Regions from separate parts of the Delphinus delphis genome. Here region 2 is linked to region 1. Evidence: chromatin contacts called from public Hi-C data. All regions are on one chromosome and are shown on one strand. Each heading gives the region's core, a stretch centred on a gene start, on an enhancer-like site or on the middle of the called end of the contact. The rest is flanking DNA. Distances are from core to core; before and after follow the strand shown.

Region 1 (4,792 bases), core at 2,157-4,656:
GTTCTCCTACCTGCCGGCCCGATGTATGTAGGCCTCGGGGGTGGGGGGGAGATCAAAGTTGAGCACAGCACACACGTGGTGGAAGTCTATGCCGCGGGCCACACCAGCCTCCGGATCAGCGGCCCTGCAGGAAAACGCCCCGACCTCAGACAGACCCCTCCTCTCCTCCAAGGCCACGTTCTCAAGCTCATTTAATCAGCAAAATCTCTACACAAAGCCTTGTATGGAACTACAGGACCCTGACACGTGTAAGACTCTTAAGCATCTGAACTGGAACAGGAACTAGGGTAGTGGGGGCAGCCAAACCGGGCTCTGACCTCAGCTCTGGGGCAACACTGCCCACCGTCAATCCGATAACAATTCCCAGCCAGCCAACCCGTTAGGCAGACAGAGACTGGGGACTCCTCTTTCCCCCTAAGAAAGATCCTTCCCAAAAGTCACAGCCACTGGAGGCTGGGCCACCTCCCCTCACAGGATGATGACGTGCCAACAAACCAGGCAGTCTGGCCCTTCATGCTGCCCATGCAGCACGTGTGTTGGCCCTTCGCTCCCTGCCCCCAAAGGCTGAAAAGCGGGTCTCCCTGGGGAGGGCTGGGAGAAGAGAAGCATGGACTCACCTGTTCCGCTTGGGTCCTTTGCCCCGATGCTTGCCCTTGACTGGAGGCCCCAAAACTTCAGCATCTGTTGCTATGACGCAGTCATAGAAGCCTTGGTTGAACTGTGAGATGATGTGGCACCTGTGGCCCGAGAGCAGACGGAAGTGAGCCCCAAGAGCAGGCTGGAGGTCCCTCTCCTGCCCCCTGCTTGGTCATAACGGTCACCCTTCCTGACTCTTCCCTCTTCTTCAACTCTTCCCCGACTTAATCTTTGTGCCTCAACCTCCTCAAATGAAGATGGAATTACAGTAGGTACCGCAGAGTTGTGACAGATAAAGTCAGCGAGGATCAGTCAAGCCCAGAGCCTGGGCACGATCTTCAACCAAAACATGGGAGATGGCACACCTGGAGCGCAGCGGGAGCTCTCCATTGAGCACACAGGCGGGGATGCTGAACTGCTCCAGGAACAGGCGCAGCCGGTAACTCCGCTCCATTGTGTTAACGAAGAGCAGAGACTTTCCCCGAATCAATGACAGTTTGAGCAGGGCATACAGCAACAGAAATTTGTCTTCCTCAGTCTCACAGACCACCTGAAATTGCTGTAACTGGTCTGGCCCTGGCAGCTGGGACTCCTGTAACTTGAGGGTAACCTAGGGGAGGACAGGCCTGTGGTCAGGAAAGAAAAGAAGACAGAAATGCTACTGCAAGCCACTGGCTCACCAACCACAGCACAAAGGTGTTAGTGCAGGGCACCGTGGGTCCCCTCCAACTGTGTAATGTAAGAATTCAAAGCATGCTAACCGTTGTAGTGTACAGAGAACATCAAACTACAAAACTACAAACATTTGGGGCACAGAACAAAGAGAAACATGCTATAAATGACTGTAGTGAGGAGAGAACCCCTATAGCAGCAACCTTCCTGAAGAGTAAAGTTCACATAAGGTGAGAACTTTAGCCCTGCTGCTCAAAGTAGCCTTTGTGCCCCTTGGGGGTCCCTTCTCAGGCTTTAGGCAAAGCATGGTTTGAAGCTCCTAGCGGACATCTGGAGCTACATAGTGATTTTAGGTTGGGGGACAGGGGGATGGTTACAACTACCGGCTTCTAGCACATCAGAACCAGGAATGCTAAACCAATAATTTCCCACCCCAAATAACAAAGGGTTCCTTTGAGAAGGGAGAAGCAAGTCCTTTTGAGTTTCATGTCAACGCCTCTAGATGCTTCCAAAGGGCCCTTACCGGGTTATGCAGTACCAGCTCCTTGAGTGCTTGTACGTCCTCATTAAAAGTAGCCGACATCAGAAAAGCCTGGTAAATCCGGGGCAAGTGACTAAAATGAAACAGAGCCCCATCAGACGCCAGCTCCAAAGCCTCTAACTGTGGCAGATGAACTGCCCCCTCGCTCTAGGTCCTAGTGTCTATTCACAACCCCTTTTCCTTACCAGAGAAGACTCTTGAGTTCCTCCTCAAAGCCAAAGGAGAAAAGAAGATCAGCTTCATCGACCACCAGCAGCTCCAGGGAGTCTTGCAGTTTCAAGTTGTCTTGTTGCAAGTGGTTTAATATGCGGGATGGGGTCCCCACCACTACATCAGGCTTCTCCATCAGTACAGCTCTGCAGGTGGGCAACACCTCAGTATTGGGGAGAGGGTAGCAGCTGGGATCTCACCCTGGATTAGCCCTCTTTCTTGCTGCACACAAACCCAAACCCACATCCCAGTGCAAACTCATTCCCCTACAGCCCTGTTGCTTTCACCCACCTCTGAGAGGCTGAGTCTTCAGCAGCTGAGACATTGGCCACCCGGATGTCTCGAGCACAGTAGGCAGCCAGCTGTTGAATCATGGACTGGGCCTGCCGTGCCAGTTCCTTGGTCGGCACAAGGACAAGGGCTCTCACAGCCTGCTCTACCGCGGGGCCTGTCTGCAAGAGACGAATTAAAGACTTCAGCCGGTCGGTTCATGTCATCACAGCCACCGCATGCTTCTCTCTACCTCTTCCAGACAATCTGACCCAACTGCTGTGGCTTCCTCACAACAATCCAGTTGTGGTCTGGTCATCCCTTCACTTACTTTACCCACCTCTGAATGTAGATAGAAGACTTTTCCCAGGCACTGACCTCAAATAGGATAACTTACTTCATGGTTACAAAGTGACTTAAAATGTACTAATTACGACATTGGCTTTTCTGGAGGAGAAAATGTGCCTACTTTTTATAGTATAAACAAGAGAAAGCGATTTACTCAAGATTACACAAAGAACGGTGGTCGCAGGGCCCGGACTTAGAACCCAAGTAACCTGAATCCCAGGCCAGAGCGTTTTACCCCAAAACCACCAGGTTCTCTCAGGCCACGCTTCACGGGTAAGAGGTCAAAAGAAAACCCGGTTCTTGGGAAAGACTTGGGTGCGTGCGGGGGGCGGGCACAGCTTTCCAAGAGGGCACAACGCAACTCAGACGCCTGCTGCTCCCTTTCCCGGCCCCTCCCCCGACTCACCGCCTTCTTGTGGAGCAGATGCTGCAGCATCGGAATGGCATAAGCGGCGGTCTTCCCTGAACCCGTGCGGGCCCGAGCCAGGAGGTCCTTCCCCTCCAGGGCCAGTGGGATGGCCTTTTCCTGGATCAGCGTGGGTCGCGACCAGCCCAGGTCGGTGACGGCCTAGAGGAGACAAGGGACGGCTCAGGCGGCGCGCTGCCCTGCCGCCGCCCCTCTCCACGTCAGCCCGGCTCCTCAGCCCTCCCCGGTACCTGTAAGAGCCGGTGGTCCAGGCCCATGTGTTCAAAGCCCAGCGTTTCGGGATCCTCCATGCTGCTGCTCTGTAGTGACAGCGCGCACGCGCGACAGGAAGAGCACGCGATGACGCGTGGGCTTGTCAGAGCAGCAACCAATCAGCTTCAAAGGAGTCAGCACGTCCCGGAAGTGGGCTTCCGGTGTTACGCGGAGTGCTGCGGCTGCGGTGGCTTGTGCGGCCGGGGGTCTCGGGGAGGGGCGGCGAGGGGCGGCGAGGGGCGGCGAGGGGCGGCGAGGGGCGGCGAGGGGCGGGGACCCTCCCGGGCGGGGACCCTCCCCTCGGGTCCTCGCCGGTTCCCTGACACGCCCTCCAAGTGGCGTGCTAGGTTAAGGTTACCAGCTGCAGGGGCAGGCTCGCCCTAGCAGTAATGCCAGCATTAGTTATATTGACAAATACATAAATGTTTAGAGTGTTCGTCTGTGTACTACCTAAGAACAGGCATGCTGCGGGTGGTAGCTTACCACGTTCGGGAAACACTGGTGAGTCCTGCGCCCTTTCCTACCATTATGCATCTGGGAGATCTCTGTCAGGTTTATCTGTAAGCACTAATTGCTCTGCCACCTGCTGTACTCAGGAAAAGTGCACCAGCATATGTGTTCCAGGGCTGTTTGCCTGTAGCAGTGGTGGGAACCGTGGGAATCTGTAACGGGGCAATGGCTTTGAGAGTAGAAAGCGACGCTGGGTGTACCAGCATATAACAGAGGTCACCGAGGCTGGGCTAAGGTTCAGGGCCACAGGCAATCCAAAGGACAGGCCATAGCAATTGGATTGTACAAGGATGAAGGCTGGAAGAATGAGTGGCATAAGAAACAAAAAGGTAGGTTGCTCTGGGGTTCCCAAACCTAGCAGCCCATGTTGCCTGCACAGCTTGGTTAAAAATAAGAATTCTTGGGAGTTCCCTGGTGGCCTAGTGGTTAGGATTCCGGGTTTTCACGCGGTGGCCCAGGTTCAATTCCTGTTTGGGGGAACTGAGATCCCACAAGTGGTGCAGCGCGGCCAAAAACAAAAAGTTTTCTTAGTCCCCACCTGTATTAGTTTCCTATTGCTGCTGTAACAAATTACCATAAACTTAGTGGCTTAACACAAACTTATTATCTTACGGTTCTGTAGGTCAGCAGTCTGAGGAGGCCTCACTAGGCTGAAATTACAATGTTGGCAGGGCTGCATTCCCTTCTGGAGGCTCGAGAGGAATCATCCCTTTTTTGCCTCTCCCACCTTGGCTTGTGGCCCCCTTCATCTTCAAAGCTGTTAATGGAGGGTTGGATCCTCACCTCACATCACTGCAACTTTCTTTTGCCTCCCTCTTCCATTTTTAAAGAAACTTTGTTATGATATTGGGCCCACCCCAATAATCCAGGATAATCGCCGTATTTTAGAGGCAGATGATAGCAACCTTAATTCCTCTTTGCCATGT
Region 2 (4,523 bases), core at 1,652-4,151, 350 kb before region 1:
TGTGAAGGAAGCCTGGGGACAGAGTGTGCCGGGGACAGAGCGTGCCAGGCGCAGGGAGAGCCAAAGGTAAGAAAGGGCTTGAGGTGTTCAGGAAACTTGTGAGTGGAGAGAGGTGAATTCTGAGATGGACTGAGCTCTGGGGAGGAAGCCTGGCCACGCAGAGAAGCCACGTGGGGAGTGAACGATGCTGCCTACTGTCAGTCACCCAGCCAAGGCCCCATTCATCATGGGCCCCACTCTGTGAACAGAATAAAATGGCTGCTTTCTGTCACTGGGCAGCTTTGTTAGAAGAGAAACCTGGCGGGGATATGTATATACGTGTAACTGATTCACTTTGCTGTGCGGTAGAAACTCACACAACATTGTAAAGCAACTAGACTCCAATAAAAATTAATTAAAAACAAAGAAGAGAAACCTGGTACCACAGCAGATGCTGCTGTAAAGAATCTAAAAGATGACATTGACCTTAGGCTCGAGGAGGGTGTCCTCGAGGACTTCAAGGAAAGTGAGAGAAAGGCATTGGGAACCAGAGGAAGGAGACCCTGGCAGAGAAAAGGTGAATAACACTTTTGCCTGCAGTAAGGAAAACAGAAAACATCTCTAACATGAGGATGTAGCTAGGAGATCGGGTCAAGTGTTCTCCTGGCTGCGTATAATAAAACCGGAGTCAATCCAGCTGACCTGGTGGGATGGGACAGGCCTGGGAGCCAGTGCTCGCCAAAGCTTTCCCAGTGGTTCCAATGTGCAACCTGGGCTGAAACCCAGCAAGCCTGGTGCTGGGCGGCGGGGTGGGGGTGGGGGGCGCAATAAAAATGAATAAGACACGGTCTCACCCACAAAATTTCAGTTTAAAGACATAACACATGAAATGAAAACTACGTGGAAAGCTACCCTTTTTTTTTCGTAATTTTTTTTTTTTTTTTTGGCTGCACCACGAGGCATGTGGGATAGCAGTTCCCCAACCAGGGATCGAACCCATGACCCCTGCATTGGAAGCGAGGAGTCTGAACCACTGGACCACCAGGGAAGTCCCAGAAAGCCACTCTTATAAATAGTAACAATGAGGTGATGGGGCATCACCCAAAAGTTGAAGGTCGTGGGGGTCCTACTTCATCAAGAATAACTTAAAAGCAGGAAAGATCACCAAGGAAGAAATGGGGAAAAAAAAGAAAAAGGCCTGCACTGCCCAGGCCACTTGATTAGGAAAGACAGACGACCCCAAGGGTCTGGAGATCCGTGCCCAACAAACCCAGAAGCACTTCCCCAAACTCATTACTTACCCCAGCGCTGCTGGGCCCGGCTCACCAGGAAGGGCCTCATCTGGATGAGGCGGGTGGCATAAATGTGGGCATACTGCCGGCTAAAGTTGCGCTCCCCCAGCCGGAAGGGCTGCGAGGAGTTGGTGTAATTCACCACGGGCACCCGGGCAAAGGTAGCGTTGCTGGCTGATGGTGGGGACAGCAGAGTGTGGGCCCTCTGGGCAGCCTGCTCAGAAAACATGTCCGTGCTTGACGTGTCCAGACCGCTGTGACCGGGACAGGGAGGAGGCGGTCCCTGAAAGGACACAAACGCAGTCCTGCAATCCCTGCAACCTCCGCGGCAGCCGCGTCCCTAGTGTGGCTCCGCCGCACCCACAGGGCCCTGAGGGTGGGGGAGACTTGTAGTGCACACCAGACTCCGGCCAGAACAGCACCTGGAACTCGACTAGGTTGGATACCAGTGTCCCCTGTAACCTGCAAAAAGGGAGATGAGGAAAGCTAGGAAATGCTTCTCCCACTGGCGCTCTCCAAACCCATCTCAAGTGTCCACTGCCTGCTCCACACCTCAACCTAGACAATGATCAAGGTCTCAAATTCCATGTCCCAAATGGAATTTCTCATCTGCCTCCATCCAGCTCCCTGGCACCTGCCCCATCTCAAGGCATGAGGCCAGCCTTATTATTACACAAGCCTACCATAAAATAATTAGCCTATGATTAAAAATATAAATAAAACAAAACATAAATCAGTCACTTCTCTGCTCGGAACCCTCCAAAGGTTCCCCATTTCACGGAATAAAACCCCAAGTCCCTACAGTGGCCTATGAGATCTGCCCCACTGGTCCTGCCCTCCTGTCCCCCCACCAGGAGGCCTGCTCTTCTCCCTCAGGTCCCTCAGGTCTGCTCAAACCTCACCTTCTCCACCTGCAACCCTCCCCTGGCACTTCTGCTCCTCCAATGTTTATTGTTTTCCATGGCATTTATCTTCCAACAGACAATACATTTTAAGTTTATTGTCTGCCTCCTCTGACTAGAATAAAAGCTCCAGGAGAGCAGAGGCATCAGCACCTGAGCCCACTTTCCAGAAGCAGCCCGGAGCCCCACTGAGACGTACTGTAGGCGTCAGATCCACAGCAGGTTCCAAGATCAGTGCGTGGAGCAGCTCAGTCATTTCTTTACATGCGTACAGGGATGATAATAGTTTGCATGGAATGGGTTAAAAAAGACGTGGCACTAAAACCGATTTCTTCCTCCCGCCTTTTTAGCACAGCTATTAGGTGGCTTGAATTCTGCCCTACAGAACAGCTCTGGGCTGGGACGGTATCTGAATCAACTATCTACCCCAAAGTGTAGAGCGGCGGCAGCGCTCTGGCCGCAGTCTCGAAGGAGTCTCGCGGCCTGAATCCCCAGGCCACGGCCCCGGCCCGCAACCTGGGGCCGTCTGGGGGAGTACAGCACAGAGCCTGCTCAGACCTCCCTCGCGAGATGCCTGTTAACTCGCCCCCACGCGAGGACACCCAAAGAGCCAGCCCCCCCAAAGAGCCAGCCCCCCCAAGCATCCACGCGGCCTGGGGAAGCGAGACCCCACTCACCTCGCCGCACGCCGCGGCCCCGCCCACAGCCGCGCGCCATCTCCCGCCAATCCGCGCGCCTTGCCCCGCCCACAGAGGCATCTCGCCAATCACCGCGTGCTCCACCATGCTCATCATCGCGGGGACCGCCCGCCGCCGCGCACCTCCTCCCGCCACTCCGCGAGCCTCGCCCCGCCCATGCTGCATCCCGCCAATGACAGCGCGCTCCACCATGCTAATCACCCCCCCCCCACCCAGGGCTCGCCCACAGCCGCGCCCGCCCCGTCCATTGACGCGCGCCCCGCCCCTGAGCTCTGCGCGTGCGCGGGATCACGCCCCCGATTCCAAGGGAAACGCGGGGCGGGGTTGCAGCTTAGGGACCGGTGTGCACTCGTGTGCGCCGTGACGCCCCGACCCGGCCCTTCCCGGAGGCCTGACCCTGAGGTCACTGCGCCTTCCCTAGAGTTGGCGCCCCTTGCGCCACCCCAGGACACCGCTGGGTCCCCGCTTCTGCGGTGGACGGTGGGAGGGCTGAGGACGATTGTTGCACCGCCTAAGGGGAGCGATTACTCTGCCGCAAGTCCGAGGACAGGGCCGGGCACTGGGTTCCAGAACAGTGGGGGAGGACTTAGAGTTAGGGTCAGGGAAGCGGACTGGCTGGCTGAGGCCTTCCGCACGGGGCCAACAGCCCTGCCAGCCTCCACCCAACACTTCCTGGTCTCTGTTGTCCTCACCGCCTCTCGTCATCCACACTCCTCCTACCCACCAAGGAATTCTCGTGCCGTCCCGCACTTCGTGCGGGCTCTTTTCCACATCTCCACCAATCCACATCGCTTGGAATTCCTAAGCGAGCCCCAGTGGCCCTTCCCCATGACGCTTCCTCTCCACTGCCACCAGCGCCGGGATTCAGTCTCTTTAGCACATGCTGTTCTGCTGGTTCACTCTGCATCTGTTTCTCAAGTCCCAGTCTTGTCTCCGCAACAAAGTAGATAATAGTTATGGATAACACATAAAAGCCCTTGCTATGGACCTGACACTGTTCTAAATTCTTGACACATACAAATTCAGCTAATCCTCCAATAACCCTTTGAAGAGGAGGAAACTGAGGCACTGAGAGGTCACACGGCTAGTGAGTAACAACTAGGATTCACTCTGAGGCAGTGTGACTCAGCCCTGCCATTGTATGTGTGCTGGCTCTCTGCATATGCAGGTCAGCTGGACTGCCCATCTAATTACCCATTACTTCACTTTTGTCCCTGCCGTTCAGACATTTGTCAAACATCCAATTAGACTGGATTGGATAAGTCTGCCCTCAGAGGATGTGCGGAAAGCTAGTCTAGTTCACTTACCACAGTGCCTGACTCATGGAAACTCCCAGTTCAGCCTGTATTTGTTGAATGAATAGATGAGCACTTTTCGGGGGTGGGGGTGGGGCGGGGCATGTAATGTGCTAAATGTCTCAAGAGCATTTATCTTATTGAGTCTTACCATAGCCCTGTGAGGCAGGTGCTATGATCTCCGTTTTACAGAAAGATTCATAGTTGCACAGGGTCACACAGCCAGGGAGCCGGGGGCTGGAATTGATACTTCTGCTCAGACATGAAGCTGGGCAGCCTCTCCACTGAGGTCGGCTACTGGCAGGCCTATGTCAGGCACACAGTTGGGGCAGGTGTGGGGGTGTAGCACAGACCCGG

Evidence for each region. Hi-C and Micro-C count contacts between places; a contact is called where the count stands out from the background.
Region 2: a Hi-C map of lung shows a contact between it and region 1, with 4 times the contacts expected there. The contact joins the promoter of POLD2 here to the promoter of DDX56 in region 1. A contact is called at or near these places in 2 of 3 Hi-C or Micro-C datasets (lung and muscle).

Annotation. Positions count from the first base shown.
Region 1 is chr9:10,865,947-10,870,738 of mDelDel1.2, reverse strand. DDX56 (DEAD-box helicase 56) reads right to left here and starts at 3,406. Exons shown (of 14, transcript XM_060019829.1): 1 at 3,335-3,406; 2 at 3,084-3,245; 3 at 2,351-2,511; 4 at 2,035-2,205; 5 at 1,832-1,922; 6 at 1,002-1,246; 7 at 618-737; 8 at 11-124. The coding sequence starts at 3,394.
Region 2 is chr9:11,215,115-11,219,637 of mDelDel1.2, reverse strand. It overlaps POLD2 (DNA polymerase delta 2, accessory subunit), which reads right to left and starts at 2,901. Exons shown (of 11, transcript XM_060019831.1): 1 at 2,851-2,901; 2 at 1,281-1,554. The coding sequence starts at 1,500.